Regions from separate parts of the Hordeum vulgare genome. Here region 1 is linked to region 2. A link is a contact called in public Hi-C data. All regions are on one chromosome and are shown on one strand. The core of a region is the stretch at or near the end of the contact, and the rest is flanking DNA. Distances in the headings are between cores, read along the strand shown. Region 1 holds the start of LOC123410403 (probable xyloglucan endotransglucosylase/hydrolase protein 23). Region 2 has its middle 39 kb from the start of LOC123407036.

Evidence for each region. A called contact is a pair of places that touch in the nucleus more often than the background predicts.
Region 1: a contact with region 2 is called in a Hi-C map of seedling, with 2.0 times the contacts expected there. The contact joins the promoter of LOC123410403 here to the enhancer-like site in region 2. A contact is called at or near these places in 2 of 6 Hi-C or Micro-C datasets (leaf and seedling) and 1 of 1 datasets of contacts at active chromatin or transcription factors (embryo).

Annotation. Positions count from the first base shown.
Region 1 is chr7H:572,203,380-572,207,111 of MorexV3_pseudomolecules_assembly, forward strand. LOC123410403 (probable xyloglucan endotransglucosylase/hydrolase protein 23) reads left to right here and starts at 1,828. Exons shown (of 3, transcript XM_045103343.1): 1 at 1,828-2,172; 2 at 2,270-2,463; 3 at 2,560-3,242. The coding sequence starts at 1,912. The coding sequence ends at 2,974.
Region 2 is chr7H:571,863,329-571,866,861 of MorexV3_pseudomolecules_assembly, forward strand. No RefSeq gene overlaps it. Among protein-coding and RNA genes, the nearest start is that of LOC123407036, 39 kb to the right of the region's middle. Within about 2 kb of position 2,118, at least 3 of the 3 cell types and tissues checked have open chromatin away from gene starts, as enhancers often do. A contact at or near this core is called in leaf and seedling, where this site is marked.

The sequences.
Region 1 (3,732 bases), core at 578-3,077, 340 kb after region 2:
AATCTTCATCTCCATCTCTAGCTCTTCCTTCTTCTTCTCATATTTCCGAGCATCCACTGCTTTATGGTAGTCCATCTTCCCAATACCATCCCGCCAATCAAACGTCTTGCTAAAATCATCAACCATTTTGTGATACTCAGTGTAGAGATGATCATGCCCCTTCTTCAACTTGGCAACCTCATCATCATATGCATGCTTGTATTGAATCCTGTCAAGGTTTTGCTCATGAAACATTTCCCACAACTTGATGTGGCAGTTCTTAAGTACATTAGACTAGACAGGGTCAACCCACTAAACTACATCACAGTTCACACCTCCCCGTTCAATCAAACAATAGTTGTAAAATCAAAATTTAATTCGCTTCACTCAGACAACACACTTAGCAAAACAATTGTTGGTGCTTACTCACACCCACCTGTACAGGGCATCCATAAAACCTCCTTCGAGTGTTAGCTCCTTCGAAAGAAACACACTTCCTAGGCATCATCTCGTGCAGTGTGCATTTGGGAACCTCCTCCATGGGAGCACCACGGAACAGTGGCTCGGGGATGGTGTCACGTGTGTCCTACACACAGTAGAAAGTAAACCAGTCAGAAAATGCATCCAATATCTGCAGATCCATCAACCAAACCAAAGAATCAACCAAAGAATCCATCCATAGTTGCAGATCATGAACCCTGAATCTCAAATCGAAGGAAACCTAACCCTAATCCTAAATAATGGCAGAGGGAGAGGATGTAACTTACAAAGTACTCCATGTCCATCAGGCTGACAACCATGCTGTCGTCGTCGGAGCTCTCATCCCCATCATTCCAAGAAGGCATCCTTGCCGGCGACGAGAAAGAGAGGTGGTCGGCTGCTATGGCGAGCTCGGGGCAGGGGAGCAAAGAGCGAGTGGAGAAAGTGAGAGTGAGTGCGAGCGAGAGAGAGTGAGCCGGGTCGGTCGCTTTGACCGCGGTCGGAACGGGTCGACCTAACAGTCGTCCGCACGGGCTCCGTCAGCGCCTGGCCGACAAATCCCCGACGGGCGGGCCCTACATATCATAAGAGCACTTAAAATGGCACCGGTCGGTCACTAGGGTTTTTTGAAACAACACACCACTTTTGTGGTAGTTTTTTGAAAGATTAGAAAAATGGTATTTTTCTATGATCAAAACCTGCAATATAGTAGCTTTTTGCTATATACTCTATGAAATAACATGAACAAGATATATAATATTTTTATGCAAAAGTAGTGGAAGTGCATGAGGAATGAAACCTCCGGTGTCAACACGAAAGACTGCTGGTAGCATACCATTGTGATGATTGTAGAATCTCATTTTTTTTGTGCAGTAATCGTAGAATCTCATCTTGGAGTTACAAAACACTTGGGGCCTGAAAATTGGTCACGGATGTCTTCTGAAAAGTCAGGAAACAGGACCAACACGTCCACAGTTATTCACATACCGGAGGTCGGAGGAAGAAGAAAAAGCTGATCATCCGTCCACAGTTCTCCGTCCATTAAAAAGCTGATCTAGTGACACTTGCCTGTAAAACGCAGGGCCACGGCTACAGAAGTTAGGAGCCGTTGCATCCAGCAATCTGCTGCACGTCTCGATCGGTTTTAATGTGCTATACTGTACGTACGCGAGGCTGTCTGCCCGTGGCATCGCCGTGCCAACCTCTCATTGTCCATCACGCGCTACGTACAGAGCCGGTCCTGCCTGCCATGTCTCCTCTCCTCTGGCGCCAACTCACACGCATTACGCCTACCGGGCTGGCCAAGTTCCCATCCATATGGCACGCCACGCTTTTCTACAAACCCCTATATAAACCCCTCACGCGCCGCTCATTCCACTCACACAAACACAATCTTCCTTCCATCCATCCAGCTTTGTCCTCATCAATCAACCTAGCTAGCTTACGAAACGCATGGCTCGCATGGCGGTCTCGGTGCTTTCGATCCTCCTCGCCACTTGCGCCCTGGCGGCGGCGAGCTTCGACAAGGAGTTCGACGTTACCTGGGGTGACGGGCGCGGCAAGATCCTCAACAATGGCCAGCTGCTGACGCTGGGCCTGGACAAGGTCTCCGGCTCCGGGTTCCAGTCCAAGCACGAGTACCTCTTCGGCAAGATCGACATGCAACTCAAGCTCGTCCCCGGCAACTCCGCCGGCACCGTAACCGCCTACTACGTAAGCGACCCAACATCCATTCATTCCACTGCTTCGAGGTCTTGATCGATTGACAAGATTGCCTAACCCGATCGGTTTGGCGTGTGTGAATGTGCAGCTGTCGTCGCAGGGTCCTACGCACGACGAGATCGACTTCGAGTTCCTGGGCAACGTCACCGGCGAGCCCTACACGCTGCACACCAACGTGTTCACGCAGGGGCAGGGCCAGCGGGAGCAGCAGTTCCGCCTCTGGTTCGATCCCACCAACGACTTCCACACCTACTCCATCCTTTGGAACCCAAAGCACATCATGTAAGCTATTGATCGCCATTGCCCAACTTGCTTTTTTCTTTCAAGAAGGCTGGCCAACATGGACTGACGGATCGCTTTTGATGTACTTAAATGCAGCTTCATGGTGGATGACATGCCGATCAGGGACTTCAAGAACCTGGAGGGAAAGGGGATCGCCTTCCCCAAGAACCAGCCCATGCGGCTCTACTCCAGCCTCTGGAACGCCGACGACTGGGCCACGCAGGGCGGCCGGGTGAAGACGGACTGGTCCCACGCGCCGTTCTCCGCCTCCTACCGCGGCTTCAAGGCCGACGCGTGCGTGGTGACCGCGGGCGGGCGGCCTCGCTGCGGCGCCAGCGTCGGCACGGACGTCGCCCCCGGCACCGGCGCGGCCGGCGAATGGTACAATCAGGAGCTGGACCTGACACGGCAGCAGCGGATGCGGTGGGTGCAGAGCAACTACATGATCTATAACTACTGCACCGACCCCAAGCGTTTCGCTCAGGGCGTCCCCGCCGAGTGCTCCATGTAGTCCCCATGTCCATCCTCCATCGAGCAAGCGCGCACAGCTGCTAGCATTGCACTGTGCATAGGGCGATCACCTGAGCAGGACGACCGGAGCATAGGGAAGATGGGGGTGTCTGTATAAAGTGAACGGAAATCAATAATGATTAGTGACGGGGAGATGTGTAAACTAGCCCGTGGTAAATTCTTGTTTGTCATTTATGCCCAGTTCGTGTAATTGTGCTCACGCCCAGCTCGTGCGTAATATATTGCCTCCTCGTGCGTTATCACCAGTATATTTAGGCCCAGTTCATGTACTGGTGCTGCTCTCTGCCCACCTTTCAAAACCGAAACTCTTGTGTAATGGGTTCAATGAAAAGACCTATCTACGATTGGATTGGCACACGCAACATCATTTTCTTCTGTTCCGTTCACTGGGTACAGAGCATGCATGGCCACACACCTACACGCCGCGCGTTGCGTGTAAGGTGAAGGGAGGTCGGTCAGTGCAAGGCATGGGCGCACGGCCACTGACCGCAAGAAGACACAAAGCGCGACAGAGGAGAGGACAATGGCCTTTGTAATGATCCGTCAGGTCCCAGCTGCTAGCTGCACCTGCGCGCCCTACGTACGTCGCCTTCACTGCCACACTGGCCGACGGTGAAATGAGTGTGCCTTCCAACTTGATCAGGTTGTCTTGCAGCTCTACTCTTGGTTGTGGCTTGTTAGAGCAACTCCAACCGGTCGAGGATGCCGATTTTGTCCACTTGGATCGGCCAGGCGGAA
Region 2 (3,533 bases), core at 868-3,367:
TGAAAGGTAGTAGCCCCTATCCCTTGGGACTATGCTGGTCCTCTAAATCATTGGCAAGTTCTATGATTAGTTTCGTCTGGGTGCATGAACGCATGCACACAGATGAGTGCATGCAGTACCTCTTGTAAGTTGCAAACACTCAAATAGTTAAGACTTAAGAAAGCGAGGCCTGCATCTATGCAAGATCTTGGATCGATCGCTTTGTAACAGCAATCATGGTGTTTTTTTCCCCTTCATGCTGGTTTGTGCAAAACAACATGTGTTGCACAAAACAGAGGACCAGCAATTATGCCGTTGCCATGCAACTGTGCCCGTGTACGAAACAATAATGAGAAGCGTCCATCTTATTCGAGAACATTCTGTGATACGGTTTCAGACGTTAAAATGCAGACATGACTCATTCGCAAAAAAGAAAGGAAAAAAGATACTCTCTCCATCACAATTTATAAGACACGCACGTGGATCTAGATCGTCAATTTGACTTATATAAAATATATTGTTTAATATAAAAATTATATCAATAGAACATCTAAAGTTTTTAATGATATATTTTTTATAATATATGTCTCTTATTAAGTTGGTCAAATTGACTACCTAAATACACGTGTCGGACTTATAAACTGAAACGGAGGGAGTAGTCGTAACAAGGATGCACCATCAACATACTAATTGGTTTTCGTATGATTCACGTCATATCCTGATCGATTTGGGTTGGGTTTAATGGTTTCTGCAAGTGTGAAATGGTAAGTAAGTTCTGCGTGCTGGTTAACGCCCCCCCTCTCTCCGCCCTCTCCGCGTGTGTTAGTGCGTTAGTCTCTTGAGATTGTATAATTCTATAACAGCGGAATAAAATACCCTATGATTCTTGCAAAAAACGCTTTTAACCATCAAGTATGTGGTGAAAGCAATATTCGACCACACATCTCATGATTATAGATTACGTCATGTTACCGCATGCATGGACAAGTGACGAAGCTGAAGATGTCAGCGGAATTATTTTGTTATTTTAGTTTTAAAAATATTTTATCTTTTAAACAAAAATTCCAATTGAAAAATCATTTTCATCATTAAATTCCCCGCGACGAGATCTTCAAAACTAGATCTCATATCAATATGTTTCGACGAATTTGTTATTGTTAAAAGTTGTCATATCTATTATTGCACATAAATTGGAATTATGATTACACTGAAGTCGTCATGACATATTTCAACTACTTTTTGTTCTACGTTTGAAGTAAATCTTGACATGATATTTTTTTTTAAAGTAAACTTGCCATGATGAATTACTAAAATTTGTCATAATTCATGAAATAATTTTGACATGATTCATAAATAAAAAATAAATATGTCGTCGATTACTTTAAAAATGCATGATCAATGGCTCAAATTTGTCATAAACCATAAACTAAAATTTCCATGATGAATTACTTAAATTTGCCATGATACATGCACTAAAATTTACCATGATTCATACAAAAATATTTTGCACGCTTAAAATACTAGAATTTTCATGGTCAAAATACTAAAATTACCATGATCTATAAATTTAATTTGCCATGATGAATTACTAAAAATTTCCATAATCCATGAATTAAACATGCCATGGTTAATTACTAAAAATTGCCATGATCAATTAATAAATATTACGGTGAAAGGTAGTTGAAATACAATGGTAGTTCTATTTTCATTTTAAAAATAGATAAAATCTTTGTGACAACCTTATTAATCCCTATAAAAAACTATGACAACTTCAATATAAACATTCACTAATCACTACTAGAGAAAAGCCAAATAATAATATGGGTTTTTACCGTATCAGTTGCGCACACCGGGGTGCTACTGGTACTGCTAGGGTGCTTACCACGAGAATCTGTCGGCAGCGGCGTCGTTCCGTGCGGAATTAGCTGCATCGGTTCTCTCCTCTCCGATTGATCGATCGGTCGCCGCAAGTCATCGGCGCGCTGTCCAGGCGTTGTCGCCACGAGCTCATCCCGTCCACGTCCAGTCATCAATCGACCGGGCCGTGGCGATTAGCGATCATTTTCAGCTGTGGCGTACGTGGGTCTCCCCGGCCGGTCAGTCGGTCACCGAGGAGCACTTGTCATAACACCCGAGACCCAAGCTGCTCATGCGCCACCATCGTCCCGTGTACTAGTACAGTACAGTTGCTAATTAAGTGGTCAAATCATTTCCAAGCCAAGTGGATTTTTATTATTTATTTTATAAAGGTCTAACAAAAACACACATCAATCTATGTGAAATCATCACTCACACCTACAAACTTGATAATGTGGAGTGTTCTTTTTTTCCATATCTAAAATCGACGTCGTCGTCAATCCATCCACATAACGTATTGGGGCCAACAGCCGGTGCAGCCTACCTGAAGCGCAGATCACATGTACACGTTTTAAAAGCTACCATCATCAGACCATCGACCCATCTTCACAAGAGATATCTGCATCATTCTTGCGAGTCCATACGTCCGTCGATGTCGCCACGGCGCCCAACGGCGCCACCGTCATGCTCTCATTCGCCCAAACACAAAGACTGAAAGATCTGTCGTGCGTAGCACCTGCCAACCAGACATGACTCACTGTAGCACCTCTCGGCCAGCCATGACTTGACAGCTCCACCGAAACTTCGTGCAAGACGAAGCCGCTCCATCCCCTGCCTCTATCTTCGAGCGCCGCTACACAAATGATGCTCCAAAGAAAGAAATGACATTGTAGTACTGCCATTGTTAGATCTGAAGACCAGATCGTAGGGTTTCCCCCGAAGCAGCACGAGTGGGTCGACAACAGTTACACCACGATGCATTCATCAATATAACGATGCAAAACGCCGCCATCGCCCGCCAACGGCCCGGTTTTCACCGGCAACTATGTCTTCTTGACTCGTAGCCGGGACTAGATGACGAATCTCGAGATTCGACAATCCATCCGGAGGCCGACCACCTCTGACCGAAGAGATGGCCACCTTGCCAGGCCTACTTTCGACGCCACCATGACGCGAGACAGCGCCATCCTCCTGCGCAAGTCCGTAAATCCGCATCGGATGCCGAGATTCCACTGCACCACGCTACCGAGATCCGCCGTTATCAATGCGGAGCATGAAACCCCGCTTCACGTTTGGGCCCTTACAGTCAGCGCCTGCTCCAAAACGATGCCCCCAGGAGGTAGTACGACATCGAAGATGTCGTCATCGTACAATTCGGAAAGATCCAGATCTAGGGTTTCCCCCGGAGCAACCCGAGGGAGATGACGTTAGCTCCAACAATGATGCCTCAACTAGGAAACGACGTCAAATACACCATCATCGTCCGTCAAGACCGAGGTCGACGCGATTTTCACCAGCTATCGCGCCATCCCGACCCAGTAATTGACTCGAACCACGCGCTGCCTCACCGAGGAGATGCACACAACTACCGGAGCTTCGAGGACCGCCACTGTGTCGTCACCATAGCCTGAGCACAGCCACCGACCACCATCATCATCGACCACCACCGTCCCAAGGACAGTACGAGCCGCCGGTCT